Regions from separate parts of the Mus musculus genome. Here all the other regions are linked to region 1. Evidence: chromatin contacts called from public Hi-C and promoter capture Hi-C data. All regions are on one chromosome and are shown on one strand. Each heading gives the region's core, a stretch centred on a gene start, on an enhancer-like site or on the middle of the called end of the contact. The rest is flanking DNA. Distances are from core to core; before and after follow the strand shown.

Region 1 (3,853 bases), core at 950-3,449:
CTCTCTCTCTCTTGTTATACTCTGTGGCCCTACATAGCTCATTATGTATAGCAAGCAAGCAACAGACTTGTGGCAATCTTCCCTCCTCTGCCTCCTGAGTGCTAGGATTACAAGCATGCACCACCATGCATGGCTTCCAAGCACAGACCTTTGTATTCACAACACTGTTGCCCTCATGAGTTGAAACTCATATATTTGGCTTGCTTACCTGCTGTAACAGATGACCATCTTAAACAGTGATCACATTTAGAGAAAGATAAGAACGCACATTGTATTCAGTTAAGCTTTAAATCTATCCATGTCCCTCCAACAGCAAATGGCTGTCAATGAGAAGAGCTGCCTCCTATAAAGCCATGTGGTTAGACCCAGTCTGGCCCTCTGCTCTCTTGAGCAGTCCTCCAGGGCCCAGCCTCAGTTCTCTCAGCTGTGTTACATGAGTTTGATGGGAACATCATAACCCACATAATGGGTATCTTAATGCATTGGCAAATAAGTTAGTTTCCATTACAAGGGCAATTGTCCGTGCTTCTGTGTAAGTAAGATTGTTGTGTTGAAGAGAAAGTTAATATGTACCTGTCAATATGTAACTGTTCATGTGTATCACTGCTTGGTTTGGGTGAGAGCATGCAAGCTCTCACCCAGTATAGAAAAACCCTTTCTCGGTACTGTGAGTAAAGCAGGTACTAACAAATCTTGTCCTGTTTGTCCACTAAACAGGTCCCCTTGTTTGATCTGTAATTCCCTACAACCAGGGTTCTGCATCTTTTTGTATCATGGTCATTTATTTTGCCACAAAGCATCTCTCCATGTATGATGCTTTCTTTTTTTGCTTAAGTTTTCTTAACAGTTCTTAACAATTTAAAGCCTTGTTTAAAGAGCCAAACAGTTGACTTTTAGTCAAACCATATCTCAACGTTATCTCGGATTATCATTTATGATTCTACTCACCTTTAAAGTACGGCAGAGTGAACCATCTATTTTATGACTCTCAGAAGAATTCACATGCTCTTCTTCATGGACTCTTCACAGTAGCCCAGGGAGATACATGTTATTATAACATTTCACGTCTGTGAAAATCTCAAAGATGTTTAGAGTCCTGCCCAAACCTACATAGTCAATATTGGGACTGGAGCTCCAGGTGCCCAATTGCTTTCCCAGCCAGCCAGCCCCTCTTTTCTTCCAAAGGGGACTTTCAAGTCACATCCTTCCTTGTCTTTGGAGGAAATAATGGAGAGGTTACAAACAATCAGTTGGAAATAGGCTTGAAGAGGAGAGAACCTGGGCTGCTCTTACAGAGGGGATACCAGTCCACACTCTCCCACGGGCCTGGTTGCCTCTGTGTTCAGAAGTTGCCAATAGTCTGCTTATTTATTTGCCTATTTAATGATGCTGGGATAGGGCACATGCTGGGTGAGCATGCTACTATTGCACTATGTCACTAGCCCTCTTTCTACTTCTTTTATTTTGAGCTGCTGGCCTCATTAAATTTCCCAGGCAGACCTTTAATGAGTGGTCTTCCTGCTTCCATGTCCAGAATCTGGATTATATCTCTCAAGGGAAAGCTGAGGTCTCCACCTGGCGTCAATGCATAGTGCTGTCTGCTGGATATGTATATCTATCAAGAGCTCCCTGGGTGTCTAGAACTAAATAGATCTGACATTGGTTTCAGCTTCTTCCTCCACCCATTCGAAGTTGTCTCTTCCTTTACTCAGAAAAGGCATTTAGCTACTCAAGGGGGAAAAATAAAATAAAATAAAATTGGGAATCGCTTCGGTTTCTGTTATCAGAAGCAGACATTCCTGTGCAGGCCTCCTGAACTGACACTGGTGTGTACCCCTCCTGCCTACCTCCACCTCCGGCCGGCTCCTCCACATTCTCCGGGCCACCCTGCAGAATCCCACTACGAAGTTGTTTGCACGGTTTCACTGGGGGCCGAAAGCACCTCAGCACCAAGGGGTAAACATCCAAACTCCTTAAGCTAGCTGGTTCCTGCCTCTGCCCAAAGCCTGCAGTGGCGGAGAAGGAGCTGCCTGAGACCCGCCCAGAGATGACGCTTACTGCGCAGGGCGGGCCAATATCAAGAAAGGACGGAATTGTCTGAGAGCGAAAACCAATTCAGAAAGAGAGGCGGAGCTCGGGGCGGGGCTCCAGGCTCCGCCCAAGGCCCAGCTTTCCTCCCAGCAGAACCTGTGTGGCACAGCTGGGAGCCTGCACGTTGGCGGAATGGACCCGTCCTGGGCCACGCAAGAGAGTGAGGCGGTGGCAGAGAAGGTGCTCCGGTACCGGCGGGACGCGTCGGGCTGGAAGAAGTGTCGGGAAGGCGTGAGTGAGGGACTGGGCGGGAAAAGGGGTCTGGAGACTGCTCGCAGGGTTTGGAGTCCTCCAAACTCCTAGGCTTCTCCTCTCCCCGAGATTATCCGCACCCTGGACCCCAGAGGTGGGTTGAGAAACTGATTCCACTGCGGGTTGATGCTCTCTGGGACTCCTGGAGGTCTCTGCCCCTTTCATTTCGAAACCCACTCAAGGTCATCTGACTGCTAGGAGGTTAGGATTGGATCTGAAACTCCAAGTACCAAGTCTTTCCTCCGTTCATTGTTGCACAATCCCTCTCCCAGGGAGTGACAGGGAAATAGTTTCCTTCCTTGGCGCTTCTGATTTAAAAAAAAAAAAAAAAAAAAAAAAGCCTTAAATTGCTTGAGAAAACAAAAAGTTCTTGGTGGCATTAAGGCGACTGGAGAGACTCCCACAGCTCCAGGAATCAGCCAGCCAGGATCGCTCTGCTCATCGCCTGCAGTAGGGGGCAGTTACCCCAACTGTGCCAGGAACAGGTTGGGTGACCTTGGGGAATCAAGTCTTGAGATCTCCTCTCCAAGACTTCCTCTAGCTCTAAAATTCTACAATCCTATGCCTTTTGACAGAATGGAGTTTCAATTTCCTGGAGGCCATCTGAGGAGTTTCCAGGGAATCTGTAAGTGCGCACTTTTAACAAAGTCTGTCAGAACCTTACTCCCGTCCTGGTGTCTCTGGGGTTGCATCATGAAAGATACCAATCCGCCCCAGCCTTCTGTGATCACTAGTTACCTTCCAGAAAAGCATTAGCTTGTGTTTTGAATCGTTTCTAGCAAGCTGTGTTCTGTGAGGACTTTGTACCTGTTTGTTTATGCAGGCTAGAGGGGAGATGGGCTAGCATATTTTAGGCCGTTTTCTGTCAGCAAGTCCTAGAACCAGAACAAAAATGTAATAGACCTGAGATAAAATCCTAAGATAAACAAGTTTAATTGACTCGGTGGATCAAATTCCTCTCCATTCTAGGTACCGAGGAGAAGGGATTCTGTGTGGGACACCAGAAGAGGTGTGGGATTGCATAAAGCCAGTTGCTTCGGGCCTCCGGGAGAAGTGGGATGATAATGTGAGCAGCTTTGAAATTGTCCAGAGCATCACGGATGTAAGTGTCTCTGGCTGTGTTATCTGTAGTGTCTTGTCTTGCTGCAACACCCCGACCCCACCTCTCTGAAGAGGGATCTATAACATCTGTAGGCAAGAGGAGTGCCATGCAGACGAGTCCAGCCTTGTCCCTGGCAGGAAACAATGTGTCTCTGAGAGACTAAGAAACCCTCAGCAGAATCTACAGACTATAGCTGAGGAATTGCAGGGCAAGGCTTGGCCTCCCCAGACAAAGAGGCAGGCCTGGATTTACACCAACAGATCTAGTTTGAAGCATTGTCTCTTAACAGAGCCACTTTGGTCCTTTGCCCACAGCGGGACCACTACAAGTCTCCTTCAGGAAAGCGTTCATCCTGCAGACCAGCCCTACCCAGCAGAAAGCCTTGGGATACAGCAACGTTGCTCTGCC
Region 2 (3,853 bases), core at 1,013-3,512, 1.8 Mb before region 1:
CCTTCCCCCATCCCGGCCTGGTGCCCAACTGGCCTGGTTACCCTTAGACTGAGAAGCAGACACGGAGTGGCAAAAGATGGGGGTTACTTTTTAATCTACAGGGTACTATTATAGATGGGTTTCTATTTGCTAGATGTGACTACTCACAAGCCCAGGGGAAGTTCTGCGAAACCTTCCCACCTCTTACTATCCACGTGTTCATCTTCAAGATAAAGCACTGCAAACACAAGTCCAATATGCCTGTTATATAAACCTTTGTCAGCGCTCAGCCGTGGGATGTTAGTTGATGGTGCTGTCAGGGTAGCTGTGAGTGTACTGGTCTGCCGGTGGCAATGCACACAGACCTCTCTCAGATAGCTCCTGTTTACCCTTCTCATTGACTCTTCCTCTGTGCTGAATTCACTGTCTTGATTTTAAGCCCCACCTCTAGGCTGGTGACACCCAAACTTGTATCTACAGCCTTTGCCTCTTTTGCTGGAACAGATCAAGACTCCCAATTGCCTTTGGGATAGTGGGAACACTGTGGGTACTGAAAATCCAACACACCCAGAACACGTTCTTTTCTAGTCTCCTCCCACTTTGTCCGATTCTTTCTGGCATCTTTCATGTCTGTCTCCTCTGCCCTCTCATTGCCATTGGGTTGGTTCTGGTCTTATCATCTCTTGGCAGGATAAATTGTAGAGGCTTCCCAACTGATCTTGCTGCCTCTTTTTCTGGAAAGCAGTTGTGCATACCACAGGCTTTTAAGATGCTTCCCTCACCAGGTCGGACCTTAGAAGTAGCTTCCTGCACTTGAGGTTTTCTGAGAGGAGCCTGATCACCTCTCTGTCCCTCAACACCTCAGTTTCCATCCGGAGCGGGTGACGCGGAGCTCAGGATGTGGCATACTCTGTGGCATTTCCCGGTACCTTTTTGTTAGTTGAGACAGAATCTCATATATCCCAGGTCGGCCTCAGACTTGCTGGGTAGCTAAGGATGACCTTGAACCAGGGACTCCCTCTGCCTCCATCTCTTAGTGCTGGGATTTCAGATGAGCCCCCATCAAAGTCAGTTCATGAAGTGCACGAGGACAGAGCCTTAAGATTTGTGCACACAAAGCAAGCACGATCAACTACACCCCCAGCCTCTATTAAGTTATTTCCATAAATATGATTCTGAATTTTAAAAAAGCCCAAGCATGGATGAGAAGGAATAGAAATGATATGCAGCAAGTGTCTAGGTAGACAAGAAAGATTCAGAGCAGCCCGAGAGACTCAGGATACACGCAGACGGCTAAAGCAGCTCGGTGTGGGATGTGGAGGAGGTTGGACTGGCTGGGAAACTGGCCTAGGAGATGGCCTGGAGGAGAGAAGGCGCTTTGGGGAATGAAGGAGGTGGTAAAGGCAAGGAGCGATCATGGAAGATCGTGAGCGATGTCCAGGTTCCCACTGAGACTTCTGGGAGAAGCTTTGCGAGATGCTGCCGTTTGGACAGTCTTTACCCTTTTGTGCCCATTGTTGGCTGAGTTTTCAAGAAAAGGGAGGGCAGATAGTAGGAGAGCTGGCTTTGGAACAACCGACTGTCCTGGTGCAGGTTCATTTTCCTCACATTGAAAATGAGCCAAATGACCTGTAAGCCTCTGACCTAAAGACAGGAAGGCGCGCACTCTGCTGCCCCCACTGTTGCTCCGGAGCCCACTTCTTTTCCCTTCCCTGGGGCCATACCAACAGGACTCAGGCCCAGGGGGCTTCCTGAGCACACCCTGCTCAAGCAGCTCTTTGGGCGGCACTCTCATGCTCTACACCCAGACGTCTGGGAATATTCCACGAAGAGCCCTAATCTTCAGGACCTGCCAGGCTAGCCGGTGGTAACCTGGCCTCCAAAAACACTCCAGGCAAGGAATGAACGCTGCCTCAGTGTCTTACATCAGGGCATTCCTCTGAGGGTCAGTTCTGCTACAAAAAAAGAAAGGGAGCAGGAGACAGACCAGTGTGCTGAGCAGTGCAGGGCAAGCACTCCACGCTTGTTAACTCGGTCGATTTCCACAATCATACGAGGGAGCAGGTTATTCCCATTTCACAGAGAAATGATACAGAATGTTTCAGTAACTTGATCAAGGTCAAGGGGCGGTGAGTGAGCAACCAAGGTGGAAAACAAATATTTCCACTTGGCACTGGAACATTGGTTGCGGACGTTGATGGCAGCTGTGTGTAGGGAAGGGGTGCGCGCGGGGGGTGGGGTGGGAGGGCGGCACAGTGTTGTTCCAGGAGCATCTGTCCCCACAGGTCTCTGAGCCGATCTCGCGGGCCTGCGGGCTCTGACACCCTCAGATCTGGCTCCACCCTCTGCTGGCCCTTGGCTCAGCCCAGCTCCGTTCCAGCTCGAGGATGCCCAGCTCCCATCTGTGACCCGCGTCCTTCGCCGGGCCCTTCCTTTTCCCATTAAAGCAAGCGTCCTGGGGCGCTTGTCTCCTCGCGGTGGCTGCTGAGCCCTTGCGTTCGTTAGCAGGAGCCTGGTGGGGACGCCTCTGGGGATCGTACAGCGGCCCTAGAGCACCCGGGTGGTGCCTCTCTCTGTGCGCGCCGGGCAGCTACGGGCGACGGGGACGCGCAGAGGAGACGCGGCCGGGGGCCGCCTGGAAGGGCAGCGGCGAGGGGCGCGGCGCCGCCGGAAGCTGAGCCAGGGGACCCCCGGCGCGATGCGGTGAAAGAAGAGCGACCCGGAGGTGGCAATGAGTGCCTCTGCGGCCACGGGGGTTTTTGTGCTGTCCCTCTCAGCCATCCCGGTCACCTACATCTTCAACCACCTGGCGGCCCAGCACGAGTGAGTGAGCGCGCGCGGGGTAGACAAGAGCCCGCAACTTTTCCGCGGGTTTGGGACCGCGGCTTTGGGACTGGGTAGCTTCCAGAAACGCCACGCCCGCAGCATGAGGGAGGCACCAGGGTCACCCGGCCCTAGGTCCTCAAACTGGGCTAGGGCAGTTCAAGGTCTGAGAGCTGGGCGCCTGCTCTTTGCCAGTACTGGGTGGGTAGCTGATATTACCAAGGTCAATACCGAAATGCCCCTGCCTCCGAGGCTCTCAGACACTAGAGGGGTGCAGAGCAACACGGAAGGCACGAACCGCCTTATTTGAAAGGAACGCTTTCCTTGTATGGACTTTCACATACTTACCATTTTATAATTTTAGAAACTGTTGTGAGCGGCTAACAGAAATAACCATGGTTTTCTGAGCCTTTGCTACTAACAGGGTGACCTGGCTTTAGTGTTCTGGTCTGTCTTTGCACCTCAAGGATCTTGTGGGAACTTTGTGCAAGGGCGCTGTGAAAGGGATAGAGGTTCGATGCTGGCCAGGAGCAAAGGTTCAGTGATCAGTTTAATGCTAAGGAACCGACGAATTCTGTAAGGGCTCTGGGTCCCAGTCTTGGCTTTCACTTCTCTAAAGGGATCACTGACTGACGAGCCCCCATGGGCAGCCGAAGGCCTGGGTGGTCAGTGGAAAGGCGCCAGCGGTGGCCCTGCTGAAGTTGATTGTGGGCTGCTGGAGGAGGAAGTAACTGGCTGTGCTTTTCATAGCAGTTGGTGCTAAGGAAATTGCATCAATCTATACCCTGCAGCCCGTGCCAGACCTCCAGACTGCTAGCGGAGTATGCACACAGTCAATGGTTTTCTCTCACTGCTGAGGTCACCTCATCCAGACGGCATGAGTGAGCACTGCGACGCTCCCTTAGACACAGGCTGCCCCTGTGCTTGGCCTTTGGTGCATCTCCTGAAGCAGCAGCTCCGAGCAGTCAGATGTTTTGTGCCTGTCAACAGAGCACAGGGACCTAGGCTCCTAAAGTAATACCATTCATTGAACACCTCTGTGCTTGGAGCC
Region 3 (3,853 bases), core at 436-2,935, 1.7 Mb before region 1:
ATGATTATGTCTATCCATTACCTCAACTACACTGATCTTCAGCCTGCCCCTCTTGATGTCACTTCCTTGTGTGAATGGGTGTACTTTCCCCTTGGTCTTGTTACCTTCACTTTATCACCACACAACACGAGTTCACGCTCCCAAGCTCCCAATTTCTGTCAGCTTCTCCCTTGACTATTTTTGTTCCTCAAGAATACCCAGCATTGTCTCCAAACTGCTTTAACTATCTTTTAACTGTATTCTTTTCAGTCAGTCAACCGCCAGCTATTAAATTTAAACAAATTGAAGGTGAAAGTGATTGTTTTTTTTTTTCAACATAAGGTGCGCACAGACGCGGTAGTGCTTCTTCCTCAGTAAGGATCGGAATAAAAATACTGAATGCTGTGTATTAAATGCAGATGCTTTCTAGAGAAAACCTAGCGACAGTCTTGCTGTTTAGGAAGAAGAGAGCTGTCGTGGGTTTGGTTCGAGGCCAAGAATAAGGTTCGGGAACCGACCTAAAACAAATATGGAGGTGAAAAGGCACAAGGAAGCTCCTTGAATTCACCAGCCAGTGACAGGCTATTTGGTGTCAGTTTCTAAGAACCAGGGCACCAGGGAGGCAATGGACAATGAGAGGGCAGGTGAGGCACAGGGGATCGCGCCCAGGAAACACTCAACAAGTCTGGAAGATGAAGGATGCTCTGAGATCGAAGATTGCTACCATGAGACTGCCGCTGGCCTCTGCACGACCATCCCCTTTCCCAGGACTGACCGTCACCGGCTCTCGCCGGCTGGGGGACAGCCTTTCGCTCTCCTACCTGCCTCGACGTTCGCCCGGATCAGGGCGTCTACTCAGGACCATGCTGGGAGCCAGCCGGCGCCTCCACCCCGGACCCGCTTCCCGGTCCCCGCCGGCTTCCATGAGGAAGGCGACGTCGGGCCTGTCCGGTCGAACCCGCCTTCGAACGTGGGCGTCAGGATGGCCGCCGAGCCGGCGAGGGCGCAGCCCGGAACCTTCGCCTCGGCCCGGAGCCCGGTGCGCAGCACAGCTCGCGGTTCAGCCCAGGCGGCGGCCAGGCGCGAGGCGGGCTCGAGCCGAGGTGATGGGGAAAGGGGGCGGGCGCGCCATCATGAAGGGAAAATGGTGGGCGGGCGGGCCCGCGCGCGCGGCCGCCGTACTCACCCGGGCGGGCCAGTGCGGGTAGCCCTTCATCTTGGCGAAGACCAGGTCTCCCGCTTTGTACTCGCGGGGCCGCGGACGCGCCATCCCGGTCGTTCTCCTGCTCGCCGGTCCTTGGCCGCCGCGAAGATGCTGGGAGGCCGCCCCTCCGCGGGACGACGGAACCGCGCCGCGCTCCCCGCGGGGCCTCGAGCCGAACGCTCGAGCGGCCGCTCCGACGAGGGAGAGCGGCGAGGCAGTGGCCGAGGCGAGCGGTGGGCGGGGGGCACCGCAGGCCCCGCAGATCCCCGCCCGGCTGCGGGGGATGGGAGCCCGCGTCCGGCCGCGCCGAGTCCCGACGCCGCCGCTACCGCCGCGCGCTGCTCACAGGAGCCGCGTCGCCAGCCTCATGCAGCCGCCGCCTCCCCGCCGAGCTTCTGGGTTCCGTGCGAGCTCCGGGCCTCGCGCCTCCTCCGAATTCCTCCTCGGGCAGCGACCGCAAACACGATCTTATTATTGTTCTCGCGCGCGCTCAGCATTCCCCCCCTCCACCCCTCGCCCGCCCCGCTTCCCTCCCCTCGCGCGCCGGCCGGTTAATTCCTAGGTGCACGGCCGGCTTTCTCGGAGAAACCGCGCGCGCCGCCTGGCTTGCTCCGCGGGCTGCTGGTGGGCGCGTCCTCCCGCAGCAGCGAAGCCGGTGCCCCGCGGGTGGGAGCGCCTACTCCAAAGACGCCCGCCGCCTGCTCTCTTTTGTTCTTGGCCGGGAGCTGCCTGGTGAAGCCCAGCCAATCACCACCCGGCCGCCCCTCTTTCCCCTCCTGCTCGCGCCCACCCCCTGCGGACTGCACCCCCTTTCTGACTGCCCCCTACCCGTGGGCCACTTCCTCGGGTGCTCTCTGGTGAGTTGGGGGAGAGGGGGGACAAAGGCTTCCCAGGCATGGGGGATAGCTGCGCAGGGGACTCGCTGCCTGGTCAGTAGGTACCTGGAAAGAACAAGGGCAAGGTTCTTGCCCCAGGTCTGCCTTAATGATGCAGTGTGACCCACCTAGGGCAAGCGACTTCACTGGAGTCAAGGCCAGTCCTCACCGACAGGATGGCACAGTCGGGCTTTGAACATGGATCTATATGGTTCAGTGCCCATAGCCTAAGTTATGCTTCTCTGTGTGGGGCCTTCATGGGCCAATAATTTTGGGGCAAAGGACTTACCCTGACAAGTCAAATCAGTTGTTTTCAATTCTGGTAACATACTGGAGAGCAGCTTCTAGAGATTTCTTTATACAGGTTAGTAAGTCTACGACAAACGTGTGCATTCACCATTGTTTTATTTGGATTTCAGCTGACTGCTTTCAAAAAGACATTTTGGGAGTGAGAATCTTTATAGCATTCTCCTTTGTGAGAGGTAAATAAAATAATTCACTCTTTTCTGCATCTGCTCGATGAATGGATGAATGCGCCCTGTGGAAGATCCCTGTGATCTTGCCTTCTTTAAAAGGTCCTCTGGTGCTGCACCTAGTTGGGAAGACAGCTCTCCTTTGTGAATTGCCCTCTTTGCCATTTCTCCCCTCTGTAGAAAGTGGGTTTTCCAAGCATCTGCCCCACTCACTTGTGCTTGAGAGCTGTGCTTACCGCAGCCTCTCCGTGATGGGTTTCCAGTGGCCGGCTGTAGAGTCTGGAGACATTCCGAGGAGCGTTTACTTTGTTCACAGTACTTGGCTGTTTCTTTTTTTGCATCTCTTAATTCTCCAGCACCCACCCCTCACCTTCCCTATAGGCTCACCTTGTCCTCTCTTGCGCTGCAAAATTAGTCTAGGTTTTTTCCCCCGGCTGTGATAGCCCGAGAACGAGCTTGTCACGTCTACAAGTCATATCACACACATCCTAGGTGCCATGTCAAAGCCGCATCTCTTGACAGGCCACCAGAGCCCTAACTGTCCAAAGCTGGAATGGCCGAGGCTGCCTGTGGGCTCTGGGCGGTCATGAGTAGGGGAGAGAATCAGTGTGGAAGCCATGCAAGGAAGTTAAGCTGGAAGTGATCATAATTGTGTTAAAGAGTACTCAGGTGGCCAGAAGAGAGGTTGATCTGAGGGTGCGGGGCTGGAGCGGGGTTTTCACTAAGAGAGAGAAGACGTGGTCTCAGCCATCTTGCTAACTCACAAGTGGCAAGTAGTAGGAAGAATGGTGACTAAAATATGGTTCCTTTGTTTCCAGATTAAGTAACGGGATCTTTAGCATCTGGAAAGGCCAGGCAGTCTGTGAAGAACAGGCAGGTTTGCAAGATAGGGCCTGGCCCTGAGTGAGTTTTTGATGTGTTGAGATTTCTGTAGGTCATATTTAGTGGGCTGTTGGTTAATGTAGAAATTTGAATGATGTCAGTATACGAGTGGCTATTGAAGCTCTGGCAGAGCCCGAGGTCTGTAGAATGAGAGAAGCGACAGACAGGTCACCAGAAGACACTTGGAGACAGGTCACCAGTGTAGTTCAACATAGAGGAGAACCGTCCTGGGAGCCAGAGAGTTAGAGCATCTCTAGATGAAAGGAAAGGTCTCAGTAGATGGCACAGAGAATGAGTGAGCTGTTAAGGAGACGGCCCATTCATTATGCTGACTGGGAAGTCCCTGGTGAGCTTGTTGGGAATGAAGAGTTGTGGAAAGAAACCAGAGCGGAGACTTGAGGTGCGTCAGAGGCACAACTGTGGAAGCAGGAAGTGCAGAC
Region 4 (3,853 bases), core at 406-2,905, 1.5 Mb before region 1:
AAAGGGATGAAGGAGATAATGAGTTAGTAATAGAGTTTCTTCTCCCTGCTCACTGACTGTAGATGCAGTGTGACCAGCTGCATCATGGCCCCCATGATCCCATAGCCTCCCACCCACTGGAATTTGCCCCACTCCCCATGGTGGAAAGGTCCATTCAAATTGGGATTTACCCCTCAAATCAGAACAAACCCAAATGAAATCTGCACAAACCTAATAGATCTACCAGCCATGGAAGAATGCCAGTCACCAACTTCAAAAAGAACCTGACTCCTCAAGGGGGCACGGGTTGAGGCTGTGCCGTTTAAACTTCTATTGGGCACAGAGGTCAGCAGCTGAACATCTCCTACCCAGCCACAGACTAGTCCAGGACAAGGGAGACCATCTTCCCCTAAACCTTTAGTGGGGATGGGATAGCAGAGGAGACTGGGCATTTTGCTGTGGTCACCACTGTCACACCACCTACCTCTGTCTGGTGTCAGTAAGCCCTTGGCTAACTAGGACAAAGAGTGTTGAGTCACATTTAGTAACCTTGTCCCACCACTCATGCTTGTTAAGATGGCCACATCTTCTCCCATATCAGAGGCAGGGCACTGTTGACACCACACTTTCCTAGTCATTGTGAGCAAACCTAGGCATAGAGAGCTGTAGGTGTTCACCCTGTCACACTAGGGTGAAGCTCTGAGGAGTCAGGCAGGCCTGGGAGGCAGGCGCTGAGGCTTCTGGAGACATGCCAGAGCCAAATAGAAGCCCGGATACAGGTGTGAACTGCAAGTGCTCAGGACGACAGGAGTGTTGATGATCCCAGACCCGGTGACGCCGGGAAGCGTCCACAGAATGTCATTTCTTTTAGGTAGAGACTGAAAGTTGCACAGTGTTCGTGTCGGTGTGAAGCATTGCTGAAATGGATTGAAGACATTAGGAGCCACGGGGCCTTTGAAAGGTCAGATTCAGGGAAAATAGTAGACGTGTTGGTGGCACACGAATTAATGCAAAGCTCCTTTTCTGTGACTGGGTTCTGTTCAGTGAGGACCTCTAGACCCCGTGGAAAGGATCTTGTATAAAGGACTCTCCTGGAGACCAGTCTGAACAATTCTCTGGTAAGTAGTGGAACGGAAGGTCCTGTTTTTGGTATGTTGTAGACTGGCTCTTGGTGTGCCTGGTAAGAAGAGGCTCAGCTCACATAACTCTCTCCCAGGGAGCCCCAAACCGCTCCGGCAGACTGGCTAAGAACACAAGTAACTTCTCACAAGCAGGTTTCTCCGTCTAACTACAGTTCCCGGTTCCTCTAGTGTTTCTTCTCTCCTTGAGAACACATCCCAGCGTCCCTTCCTCACAACACACGTCTATCTAAAGCTCTCAGGGATGGGGTTTGGGGAGGGGAGATCTTGCTACCAGTGAGTAAAACCAGGTTTTCCACCAAGTCCCTGAAGAGCAGAGAGACCTCGCGTCCAGAACAATCACAGAGCCAGCTGTATCCCAAGTCTTCCGAAAGAAGTCCTGAGAGGCTCTCCTTATCCCAGGGACATCCCACGGCCAGCCCTTCCACTGGTCCTCTTCTTGGCTCAAGAGCTCCTGGTCGCCACGCAACAATGAAGCGTGGGCGGTCCTAGAAGCTTCATTTGCATGCTGCCGAGGCTCGACCAATGGGCTGCGTTGGGGCCTCGAAACACGGTGTTGCTATCTGCGCGAGCGCCTGTGCCAGTGTGACAGCGCCGTGGCCGTGGCCGTGGCCGTGGGGCGCGCGGGGACCGCCCGGGGTGCCCGCTCCGCTCAGCGTCCGGGCCGCGTGGCCCGGCGGAGCCCCGAGACCACCCCCGGGCGGGGCGCCGCCGCGATGTCGGTGGCTGGGCTCAAGAAGCAGTTCCACAAAGCCAGCCAGGTAGGGAGGCGCGCGCGAGGGGTTTCTGGAGGCGGCGTCCCCAAGGGGTTGCGGGCCATGGACTCGGGGTCTTCATCGGCTTCCTTCGGACTGGGTTTCTGGTCGGCTAGGAGGGCGCGGGGGGCGAGTAGCGGTCGCGCGCTCTGGGCTGCGCGTGTTGGTGCCTCCTCCCCCGAGTCTCGGGTCTCCCGCTGCGCCCTGGCGGTTGTAAATCTGAGCAGTTCGGCTGGCAAGGGATCGGAGGTGGTGGGCTTGGGGATGTGCGCCCGGAGGAGAGCTTTTGGGACCAAGACCGTGGTAGGCCTCCCTCCTGCCCCGGAATCTCTCGTCTGTCCGTTGGGACCCCCACCCCCACCCCCCGCACCCAGGACGCTCTTCTTGCGCCCTGGCTGGGACCCGGCAGTCTCTGTTTTGGCTTTCCAGGGGTTGGGGCTCATCGCTGTGGTCCTTCCCTTGCCGGCCGTCTTCACTGGGTTGGTTCGAGGTTGGCACCAGGCTCCTGCTCTCTCAAAGAGACAGTGTGATGAGGAGACCCAAAACACACACGTAAACAAACCGAGCTAGACACGCCTCCGCGGAAGAGGATGGCAGGTGATTCAGTGGGGGCTTCATGGGAAGCTTCCAGGAGGTGAAGACAGGGCATTTGGGGATTAAGCTTGAGAAAGGATTGTGTCTATGGATTGTTATAGGAAAAGGAGGGCTTTCTGAGCAGAGGAATCTGGAAACAGGGACACAGGAAAGTGTGTGTGTGTGTGTGTCACAAGCAAATTTGCTTTCTAACACTATACTCTTCACCAATGGTAGAGCCTATGTTGTAAAACCTGTTCACCAGCACCTGCGGAATTGTTGCCCTGCCCTCATTTCTTTCCCAGCCTCAGTTTTGCTGAAACCCAGGTGGACTTCATTGCATCTTAAGTCCACGTCGGTGGCGATGTCCCACTCAGGCTTTTCCTTCATATCGATCTTGAGATTGCAGCTGGCCTTAGAAAAATCTTTTTTTTTTTTCTATTCCAGGCGGAAAGACACTGCTAGTCCCTAAGTCACAGCTGGTCCACAAGGAAGCTAAGTGATGGCTGTTCTCAGCAGGGGACATAGGGCAGACAGTGATGCTATTCAGGATGTTAGAAATCCTGGAGGAGAAATCCTGAAATGCTGGGTGAGAGCAGAGATGGTGGATTCGTTGTTGTTTCTATAGTACTTACAAAAGTCTGTGGGATATTTCAGTTGTTACTGGCCTTTGGGCCATTGGCATATCTTATTCTGGAGTGTCTAAGTGATTTTGGGGAAATTCCAATTAAAATGAACATTTTAAAAAGGGAGAGCTGAGGCTAGTGGAGTCGCACACAGTAGTATATAAAGAGAGACTCTAGGGGGTGCTACACTCACCACAGGCACTGGCCACATTTGGACAGTGTTTTAGCCCAGTGCTTGATGAGTAGTGAGCACTTTATAAATGTATGTGTAATAAATGGACAATAGTGGGTTCAGAAGCAATAACTGCTATCACAAGATCATGGGAGGGGGCAGTCGAGTCATACAGAGGGTGGGTAAGCTGTCAGCTTCTACTTCTTTGGTAATGCTAGAGCAGCCAGGAGACCCAGAGTCTCTGTGGGCAAGGCCATGCTAGAGTAACTGCTGGACATGATTGTTACATTGTCGTGCTTAGCCCTAGCAGAAAATGAGGCGCTTGCTCTCTCTCTTTCTCCCCCCCCCTTCTTGGATATGGACTTTATAGGAGCAGCCTTGTGATCACACAGACTGAGTCCTTAGGCGCTTCAGGATGGCTTCTGACCATGGAGCAGAGTGGGTGGTTGAAATCATTGGACTTTACTGGATTTGGGGAAGTATACTGTGTCAGGAGGCTTGGTTCTATTCTTTACAATCAATCAAATCAAACTAGCAGGAGGCCTTCCAGGGGTCACCATTGTCCTTGGGGCAGGTGTGTTCTTACCCAGGCTCTATGCTTTTCCTGCC
Region 5 (3,853 bases), core at 398-2,897, 1.3 Mb before region 1:
GCACAGTGCTGGCTCTGTCTCCCCAAGGACCAAGAGGCTGGGATGTGTATGTGAACAGCTAGAGAGCAGTCCCTTGTTAGGAGAGTTGACAGGTGCTGGTGCCAGGAGCTCAGGGAGAATGAATGAACATGTGTTAGACAAGGTGCTTTTACACGGAAAGGCATACAAAATAAGGCAGTGTGCCAAGTGGCTGTCAAAACATAACCAGAGGCTCATGGGAACCTAATCCTGCATAATCCCCATCAGAGTAATAGCCCAGTATCCATATGTGTATTATCTGCCCCACTTTCCAGAGCTAAACTAGGGTGAACAGAGAGACTCAGTGGTCTGCAGGTGAGCTAGTCATGGTCTAGCTCTGTCCTCCCTTCTTGGTTCCTCCTGAATCTCTTCCCATGCACCACCTGCTCATTTTCCATAGGTTTCCAGCCGTTTCCCTCTCTGGAGTGGAGAGACAGTCTTGACAAGGCCCTTTTCCTGGTCAGAGGAGGCCATCTGATCAGGGAAGGAGAGAATAGGAAAACACGTGGGGGGAACTCTTGGCAATGCCATAAAAGAATCTGGAACATACCAGCCTTCAGTTCACTAGGCAAGAGAGCAACTTTGGATGCAAATGTTTCAGACTCTAGCGAGAAATAGGTACCTAGGAACCAGTTCCAGACCTGGCCTCTCTGATCATCATGAAAAGCTACTCCCCGAGGACTTAAGATAACTCTAGGAACGACTGCTTTTGGGAAGGCTGGCTACACATACCACTTGACAAAGTGGCATCACTCAAGGGAGCAGCAATACGGGAGGCACAATGGTGCCTTAAATGGAACACCTGGCCCTTGACTCCTATTGCTGAGATGAAGCCAAGCCCCCATGTCTCTTCCATGGCTTTTCTTTCCTTCAGAAGTGCTCAAGGTGCCCTCAACCCTCCTCCATTCATGACTGGGACACCTCTCTTCCAAACCTCTAGGCCCCGGGGCTGTAGCTGTATTTATTTCCTGACAGGTCTGGACTTCTGTGGGACCCAAACCTGTTTCCTACCAGGGACTCTAGGTCTCAGGTTTAGGTGTCCCTGCTGGGTCATCCATGGTCCCCAATTATACCAAGACCGCAGGGGCTGTTTGAATGGGTGATGGTCAAGCTCCTAAGGCTACCAGCAGGAGTGGGTAGACTCTGGGCAGCCTCTGCAGGGTATTACTTAACAGCTGAGGTCCCCGGGGTCTGGCGGTGGTGCTGGGAGAGGGTGGCATCCTCGCACTGGTCTGGCTGGCCTGGCTGGCCCGTGGCGCAGCGGACGCCTCCCCAGAGCGCGCTGCCGCCGGCGGCAGCCGGAGCTCCTGGCACCAGGCCTGGCTGCAGGCCCAGGGCAAGGAGTGGCTTCCAGGAAGCGGGCGGAGAAGCGTTCCAGCGGAGTCTCGCCGTGGCCGCGGCGGCCCCGAGCGCTCCGAGCCGCCTGGCTGCGGCTCGGTGGCCCGCTTGTCCCCGCGTTCCCAGCGCCCCTGGGTTAGGGCAGAGGACGCAGGGCGGGAGGGACTGACGGTACCCTAGACGCGGCGCGCACTTGCGGGACGGGCGGCGCAGGTGGCGGCGCGCGCCCTCCGCCCCTGGGTCGGGGCCAGCACTGCGCTCCGCGCGCCCGGAGGGGCGGGACAGGCGGGGCGGCCGCGTCCCAGCCCCATTTAACTTTGGCGGCGGCGCGAGCTGGAGGCCGGCGTCGGGGACCGTCGGGATCCCGCGCTCCGCACGAGGTGTCGCCGAGTCGGCGCTGCTCGCCACTGTCTCGCAGCGCGCATCCCTCCTTGCACCGTCAGACGCTGCTGCGACTCCGGATTGGAAACACCCGCGGGGGATCCAGGGATTCATCTCTCTGAGGATGGTAAGGTGGAGCAAGTTGATGGGAACGCTACTGGAAAATAAGGTCTTGGTTGAGCACTGCCCTATGGGGCTTAGACAGCTCCAGGCAGGCGCGCTACAGGATCCGGGAATGTTGGACAGAACCTTTCCTGGTCCTCTGCGAGCGAGGGGTGCTCTGGATGATGGGGGATACCCTGCGGGGTCAGCGGACTACGGGCTGATCTTAGCTTGCAGTGTTTGAAGGTCCGGAGGTTTGGCTACTGAGTGAGGTTCGCATGCTTGAAGCGCAGAGAAACGAGAGGAGACGCACGCCAGGGAAAGGAGGCGTGAGGGTGGCGGGCGCTGAAGTGTGCGAGCCAGCGGAGAGGGGCGCGTGGTCCTGGGGCCCAGCCCTGGCCGCCTCCCTTCGTCCCAGAGTCGCCGCCTCAGGTCGGAAACAGCAGCACATTTGCGGATCGCATTAAGCCAGGCCTTAATGCTTTCTCCAGATGGAGAGAAGCCACCGACCCGCCCCCGGACACCGACACCGCCAAGGCGCCCGCGAGGCGAAGCGGGAGTCGAGTGTGACCTCGGCTTTTCCAGTCTCCGCTCAAACTGAGTTCCCTGTAAACTGACAGGAAAACACATTGGGGAAAACGGTCCTCGTAGCCCTCCTGGGCTTACTTCTTCCTCACCTTTAAGAGATTACACTCCGCAAGACTGTGGCCCCCAGAATTCTCTTAAAGGCAGGTCTGGAAGCAGAAGGCATTCTATCATCTAGTGAGAAATTCCTCTAACTATCCAATCTGCGTTCCTATCCTAGACTCTGTTTAGCTGTGTGCCCTTAGGCAGGGTTCTTCCCTCTCTGGTCTAGTTTAATTGGCTTCAGACTCATTTTTGCCTCAAGGAATTAAAGCTGGCAGGTGCCCTAACTCTTGGCTTTAGGCTGGTCCTCCCCACAACCCCCAGCCCCCCCCCCGCCCCCAAAAGCCACACTCTGGTGCTGACAAACAGGCTAGGAGGTGTCTGGGGCAGGGTTGTCCCTACTGCTGGAGCACTGGAGGGATGGGTGAATTGCTGACTGGAGGCAGTCTCCGTTCCCCTTTTTGATCTTGGGGGACTCATCCTAAAGGGAGCCCCATATTGCCTTCATTCTGCAGCAGACAATCCCATCCTGGGCCAACACAAACGTTTCTAAGACACTGCTTGGGCTTCAGGGTCCCTGCCTTCTGATTGGCTCCTTAGCTTACAGATTCTGCCTCTGGAGCCAGAGCTAGTTGCAAACGAGGCATTTTCTTTTTGTCTTTTCTTTCGTAGGCTGTGAGGGAGACTCCTATGATATTGGACCCCATGGCTTCCTGGACAGGATCCTGGTGGCTGCTGACACGAATGATCTTTACGGTCTCTGGTCTTCTGCAGGTAATAGAATGGGCCACCGAGAATGCTGGGTATGCCTGTCTTTGCATAGGAATAGTATTCTAGTCCATGTAAGATGTAGGATCAGTGTTAATGCTGCACTAGAGAATCTTATACAGATGGTATTGTGGTTGGCTTCTCTGTAAGGAAAGCTCAAAGATCTGGGATCCTCTCTGGATCTAGAGCAGGAACTTGATACCGTGTGGGCCCGTTCACTACTGGTGACTTGGGGGCTTGGGTGGACCCTGTCTTTCCCGACTAGAGTGGCTGTCCAGGAGAAGCTATATGTTAGAACTCAGGAAGAGTCTGATTCCCACACTAGCTTAACTAAATAACTATTCTGGATTCACTGTTAACACACCCCGCTATTGTGTGGATCTCTCTCTAGAGAAGTGTCCTGTCCTAATGCTGTGACGCTTTAATACTCTTCCTCATGTTGTGGAGACCCCCAACCATAAAATTATTTCATTGCTATGTCATAACTAAGCTTACTACTGTTATGAATCATGATGTCAATACCTGTGTTTTCTGATGGCCTTAGGAGACCCATGTGACCCAAAGTGATCACAACCCATAGATTGGGAACCATTTCTCTAGGCTCTTGTCTTTTCCATCC
Region 6 (3,853 bases), core at 412-2,911, 1.1 Mb after region 1:
CAGGGAGGGGAGGAGTGGTGGAGAACAGACAGGGTGGCTTCACAAAACATGGAGTTTTCTCCCACTTGCTGGTTTTGCCCTGAGAAGTACCAAAGGGTGCCAAACTTTCCACAGCCGGTTTGAAGGGATTCGGTGTAGAGATTAACAGAAATCTTAGTTCCTCATGCAAACATAGCAACTAGGAACCAGTCACAAGAACAGTGAGTCTTCCTGATTAAAGGAAGGAAGCAGAATCGTAACGTTTTCATCTCTATTTTATTACTGATTGCCTACAACTTTCTACCACGATCTACAGTATTTACTTTTCGACAGGCAACTTGGGCAACAACAGCTGCAAGAAGAAAAGTTCCCAGAGTACACTTGTTAGAAGCAAAACAAGAAACACCATCGAAACACTGGGGTGAAGGGAGGAACACAGCATTAAGAAACAATGAAATGGATGAACCACAACCATACACTATCTGTCCAAAGTTCAAAGGGCAAGGAACCTAAAGTGACACTGTTTGAAGAGATTAGTGTGTGACAAAACTAATTTTTAAAAGGCTAGAGAATGAGCAAATCCACCGAGTCTAGAATGTTTATTTACCTCAGTAAGAAACAGTAAACTGGGTTAGGCCAGATAAGAAACTCGTGAACACATACAAGTTTGAGTAATGTTCTAGTTCTGGCTCTGGAGTGAGGAGTCTGAAAGTTTATGTTTTCTCTCTTTATAGTACATTGTGTTGTGTATTCTCCCAGGACTGACCATTACTTTAAAAACTTTGTGATATAACTCATATTGTGAGTTTTGACATTAACACAGGAAAGTATGGCTGCAGTCAAAACAGCAATCAAGCCTGAAATTTTCCTATCTGTGCCTATTACCCCTCTTACATGTTTGTCTCCCCGCCCCACCCCACCCCCACCCCGAGACAGGGTTTCTCTGTGTAGCCCTGGCTGTCCTGGAACTCACTGTGTAGAACAGGCTGGAATCCGCCTGCCTCTGCCTCCCAAGTGCTGGGATTAAAGGCGTGCGCCACCACGCCCGGCTTACGTGTTTTTTAAATGTTAAAAAAAAAAAAAAAAAAAGGAAAAAGGAAAAATTAAGACAATGTCTTTTCTCCATTTAAATGTTCATGGTTTACCAAAAAATTGTCCCCGCAGGCCTGGAAATAATACATAAAACAGCAATTGCCATAAAATACTTCATAAATAATCTCAAAAGCCTACGTGGCATTTTAATTAGGAAAAGGATAAATTTCGAATATAGTTTGAAAGTGACGTTTAATTTCGGTTTTCGGAACCACTAGGTGCTGACTACCAAGCTAGTTAGCATGCACGGCTTGGAGGTGACCCCAAGGCCCCAGTTCCCACAAACGCCTGACAATTCTGGATGATGATGGCAAATCACTGAGTTCTGATAGAGTTAGATTGACTTCAGACGCCACACTCCGTGTAGCTTGTTTACGCATCCAACAGTGAGAAACTTGAAAACGCTCTCAGAGGAGCAGAGAGCTTGGAATCCCGGAGACTCCCTCTGAGCCTTCTCTAGCCTCAGCCTACCAAAGGGACGTGAGGACGCTGCCCGGCGTGCGGCAGCTGCTCCGGACTGGCCCCAGGCGCGCCCACCCCGACCCCGAGCTCAGCGCGCGCCCGGGGAGCCCGGGACCGCGCCCCACCGGGACCGCGCCCTCCGCTCGCCACTGCGAGGCCACCTGCTGCGCCGCCCGCCGCTTCCGGCTCCCAGGCCGCCCGGAGGCTGCGCCCACCGCTGCCCGCACTCCTCACCTGGCGGCGGCCCTCTCCGCCGGACGCGCTGCCGCCGCCGCCTCTCGCCGCCGCTGAGAGTGAGGACAGGTGAGGCCGCCAAACCCCCACTCGCTCCCGGCCCGCCGCCGCCGGCCCTCCGTCCGCTGTTTATTAAACTTTTCTGTTTGGCTGCTCGGCCTGTGACGCGGCCTCAAGGGAGCGCCCGCGATTGGCTCTCAACGCGCGCTGACGCGGCAGTCCCAGCCCGCTGCCTAATTATGACCGGCCCGGGCGGGGCCGCGGGCCGGAGGCGGCGTGGGGGCGGGGCCGGATCTCGGAGAGTGCTATTATTGGTCAAGGCATTTGAGGGGCGTGGCACAGAGGCGCTGCTTTTCTCTCGGCCACGCCCCTGCCTCGGCCAGGTCAGCGGGCTAGGTTAGCTTTTTGATGTTGCCTCAGGAGCAAGAGGGCTCTGGTGCAGACTTGGGGGACGGCGAGGGGATGGGGTGTCTGATGACGTAGCTCCGGGCTCTGCATCCTCCCAGGGATAGACTACCCTTGTCTAGAGCTGGTGTTCCACCTGCGTAGTTTGAGAGACGACATAGATTGAGATTCTGTTGCCCAGGCCCCTAGAAGACCAGGAGGGCCAGCCCAAAGTGCCAGGTCTGAACTCTGCCCTGTCCTGAACCACGATTTACAGAGAGCGAGACCTGAGGCGTGTGTGCTCGCTTGTGTAATACACACCTACACGCCTGGACTCGGGAAGCCCCCTGGACCTTCTCGCGGAAGCGGTAGATTCTAGTCCAGCAGCCCTGCACAGGTTGTGCGGGAGAAGTGGGGGACAGCTCTCCTGAGATTTCCCCAGCCCAAACAGGATTGCCTAGAGTCCTGTCTTTATTTGAAATTATGTTATTTTGTTAGTCTTGGGGTTGTGCCTTTTGGTGTTTTACAATGTTTATCTTTGTCACTGTGCTCTCTTTACCTATTTCCCTGAAATTTCTGCCCTATTTTTACAGTAATAGGGGCTCATGGTCACAAGGTTGAGATACGGCTAACCATGTGTGGTTTGGGCTGCTTTCTGTAATCCTGTAGAATAAGGAGGAGACAGAATAGAGGACATGGTGGAGGTCAGGTAGAATTCTTTGAAGAAAAGGTGGCATTTGAAAAATTCTTATGACTTCATGGAAAACGAAAGGAAGTGTTCCTGAAGAGGGCTTGGGAGAAACACACAATGCTCTTGTGAGGTGACAGACAAGTTTCTGGGGCAGGATATTCTAAAATAAATCACCAAAGCTAAGCCTGGCCAGCCACCGTGGCCCAGGCCTTTATACTTTCAGCATGGAGAGGCAAAGAAAAATATACCTCTGTGAGTACTAGGTCAGCCTGGTGGATATAGCAAGTTCCAGGGTGACCAGAGCTAAGTAGTGAAACCCAGGGCCAAATAAAATAAAGCTAAGCCTGCTGTTCGAAACCAGAGCAGAACAGAAGGTCCCTACCCAGGGCCTAAGGGTGTTTTTGAGGCACATTCAACCCATTCAAAATTTATATTTAAGGTTGGAGTAATGATTCAGCAGTTAAGAGCACTTACTGCTCTTGTAGTGGTCTTAGGTTGGGTTCCCAGCATCTGCGTGGTGGCTCACAACTGTCAAAACACTCATACACTTGAAAATAAATCTTTAAAGCCAGGTGTGGAGACTCACACCTTTAAACTCAATACTAGGGAGGCAGAGGCAGGTTGATCTCTGTGAGTTCAAGGCCCATCTGATCTACATAGTGAGTTTCCAGACAGGCAAGGCTATGTACAAAACCAAAACCAAAACAACAACAACAACAACAACAACAACACACACACACACACACACACACACTTAGAAACATGGGCTAAAACATCGAGAGGATTTTGCCCAAGAAGATGATCTGTAATAGGGGAGACAAGGCTATAGATAGACTGGGAACGGTTTGAGGTTCAATTATGGCAGGCCTAAAAGGTCAAAGCGAGTAGTTATTTTATTTAGTAACATATAAGAACTTCTTAGACATGAGGAGGGAAGGAAAAGGAAGGGTGGATGGATCCTGACAGCTAAAAGATGCTGCAAGTGTCAGGAATCATTTTCCAGCCTGGAAT

Evidence for each region. Promoter capture Hi-C pulls out the DNA fragments that hold promoters and counts their contacts. A called contact is a pair of places that touch in the nucleus more often than the background predicts. Capture Hi-C pulls out chosen DNA fragments and counts their contacts.
Region 2: a contact with region 1 is called in a promoter capture Hi-C map of neutrophils, with 3 times the contacts expected there. The contact joins the promoter of Tm6sf1 here to the promoter of Stard5 in region 1. A contact is called at or near these places in 5 of 39 promoter capture datasets (the C10 cell line, hippocampal neurons, liver and 2 more) and 1 of 9 other capture datasets (adipose tissue).
Region 3: a contact with region 1 is called in a promoter capture Hi-C map of adipose tissue, with 2.7 times the contacts expected there. The contact joins the promoter of Hdgfl3 here to the promoter of Stard5 in region 1. A contact is called at or near these places in 1 of 39 promoter capture datasets (embryonic stem cells) and 2 of 9 other capture datasets (adipose tissue and liver).
Region 4: a contact with region 1 is called in a promoter capture Hi-C map of embryonic stem cells, with 4 times the contacts expected there. The contact joins the promoter of Sh3gl3 here to the promoter of Stard5 in region 1. A contact is called at or near these places in 3 of 39 promoter capture datasets (the 3T3-L1 cell line, embryonic stem cells and hippocampal neurons).
Region 5: a contact with region 1 is called in a promoter capture Hi-C map of embryonic stem cells, with 4 times the contacts expected there. The contact joins the promoter of Adamtsl3 here to the promoter of Stard5 in region 1. A contact is called at or near these places in 2 of 39 promoter capture datasets (the 3T3-L1 cell line and embryonic stem cells) and 1 of 9 other capture datasets (embryonic stem cells).
Region 6: a Hi-C map of liver shows a contact between it and region 1, with 3 times the contacts expected there. The contact joins the promoter of 2610206C17Rik here to the promoter of Stard5 in region 1. A contact is called at or near these places in 2 of 39 promoter capture datasets (both in liver), 1 of 484 Hi-C or Micro-C datasets (liver), 1 of 115 datasets of contacts at active chromatin or transcription factors (extraembryonic endoderm stem cells) and 1 of 9 other capture datasets (adipose tissue).

What each region holds. Positions count from the first base shown.
Region 1 is chr7:83,629,818-83,633,670 of GRCm38.p6, forward strand. It overlaps Stard5 (StAR-related lipid transfer (START) domain containing 5), which reads left to right and starts at 2,200. Exons shown (of 6, transcript NM_023377.4): 1 at 2,200-2,322; 2 at 2,919-2,968; 3 at 3,313-3,445. The coding sequence starts at 2,224. Gm16638 (predicted gene, 16638) reads right to left here and starts at 2,024. Exons shown (of 4, transcript NR_166697.1): 1 at 949-2,024.
Region 2 is chr7:81,856,739-81,860,591 of GRCm38.p6, forward strand. It overlaps Tm6sf1 (transmembrane 6 superfamily member 1), which reads left to right and starts at 2,263. Exons shown (of 10, transcript NM_145375.4): 1 at 2,263-2,802. The coding sequence starts at 2,711.
Region 3 is chr7:81,932,774-81,936,626 of GRCm38.p6, forward strand. It overlaps Hdgfl3 (HDGF like 3), which reads right to left and starts at 1,686. Exons shown (of 6, transcript NM_013886.4): 1 at 1,166-1,686. The coding sequence starts at 1,249.
Region 4 is chr7:82,173,141-82,176,993 of GRCm38.p6, forward strand. Sh3gl3 (SH3-domain GRB2-like 3) reads left to right here and starts at 1,656. Exons shown (of 9, transcript NM_017400.7): 1 at 1,656-1,879. The coding sequence starts at 1,835.
Region 5 is chr7:82,334,047-82,337,899 of GRCm38.p6, forward strand. It overlaps Adamtsl3 (ADAMTS-like 3), which reads left to right and starts at 1,648. Exons shown (of 30, transcript NM_001190374.1): 1 at 1,648-1,864; 2 at 3,139-3,240. The coding sequence starts at 1,862.
Region 6 is chr7:84,687,979-84,691,831 of GRCm38.p6, forward strand. It overlaps 2610206C17Rik (RIKEN cDNA 2610206C17 gene), which reads left to right and starts at 1,662. Exons shown (of 5, transcript NR_038175.1): 1 at 1,662-1,836. It overlaps Zfand6 (zinc finger, AN1-type domain 6), which reads right to left and starts at 1,979. Exons shown (of 7, transcript NM_001360578.1): 1 at 1,768-1,979.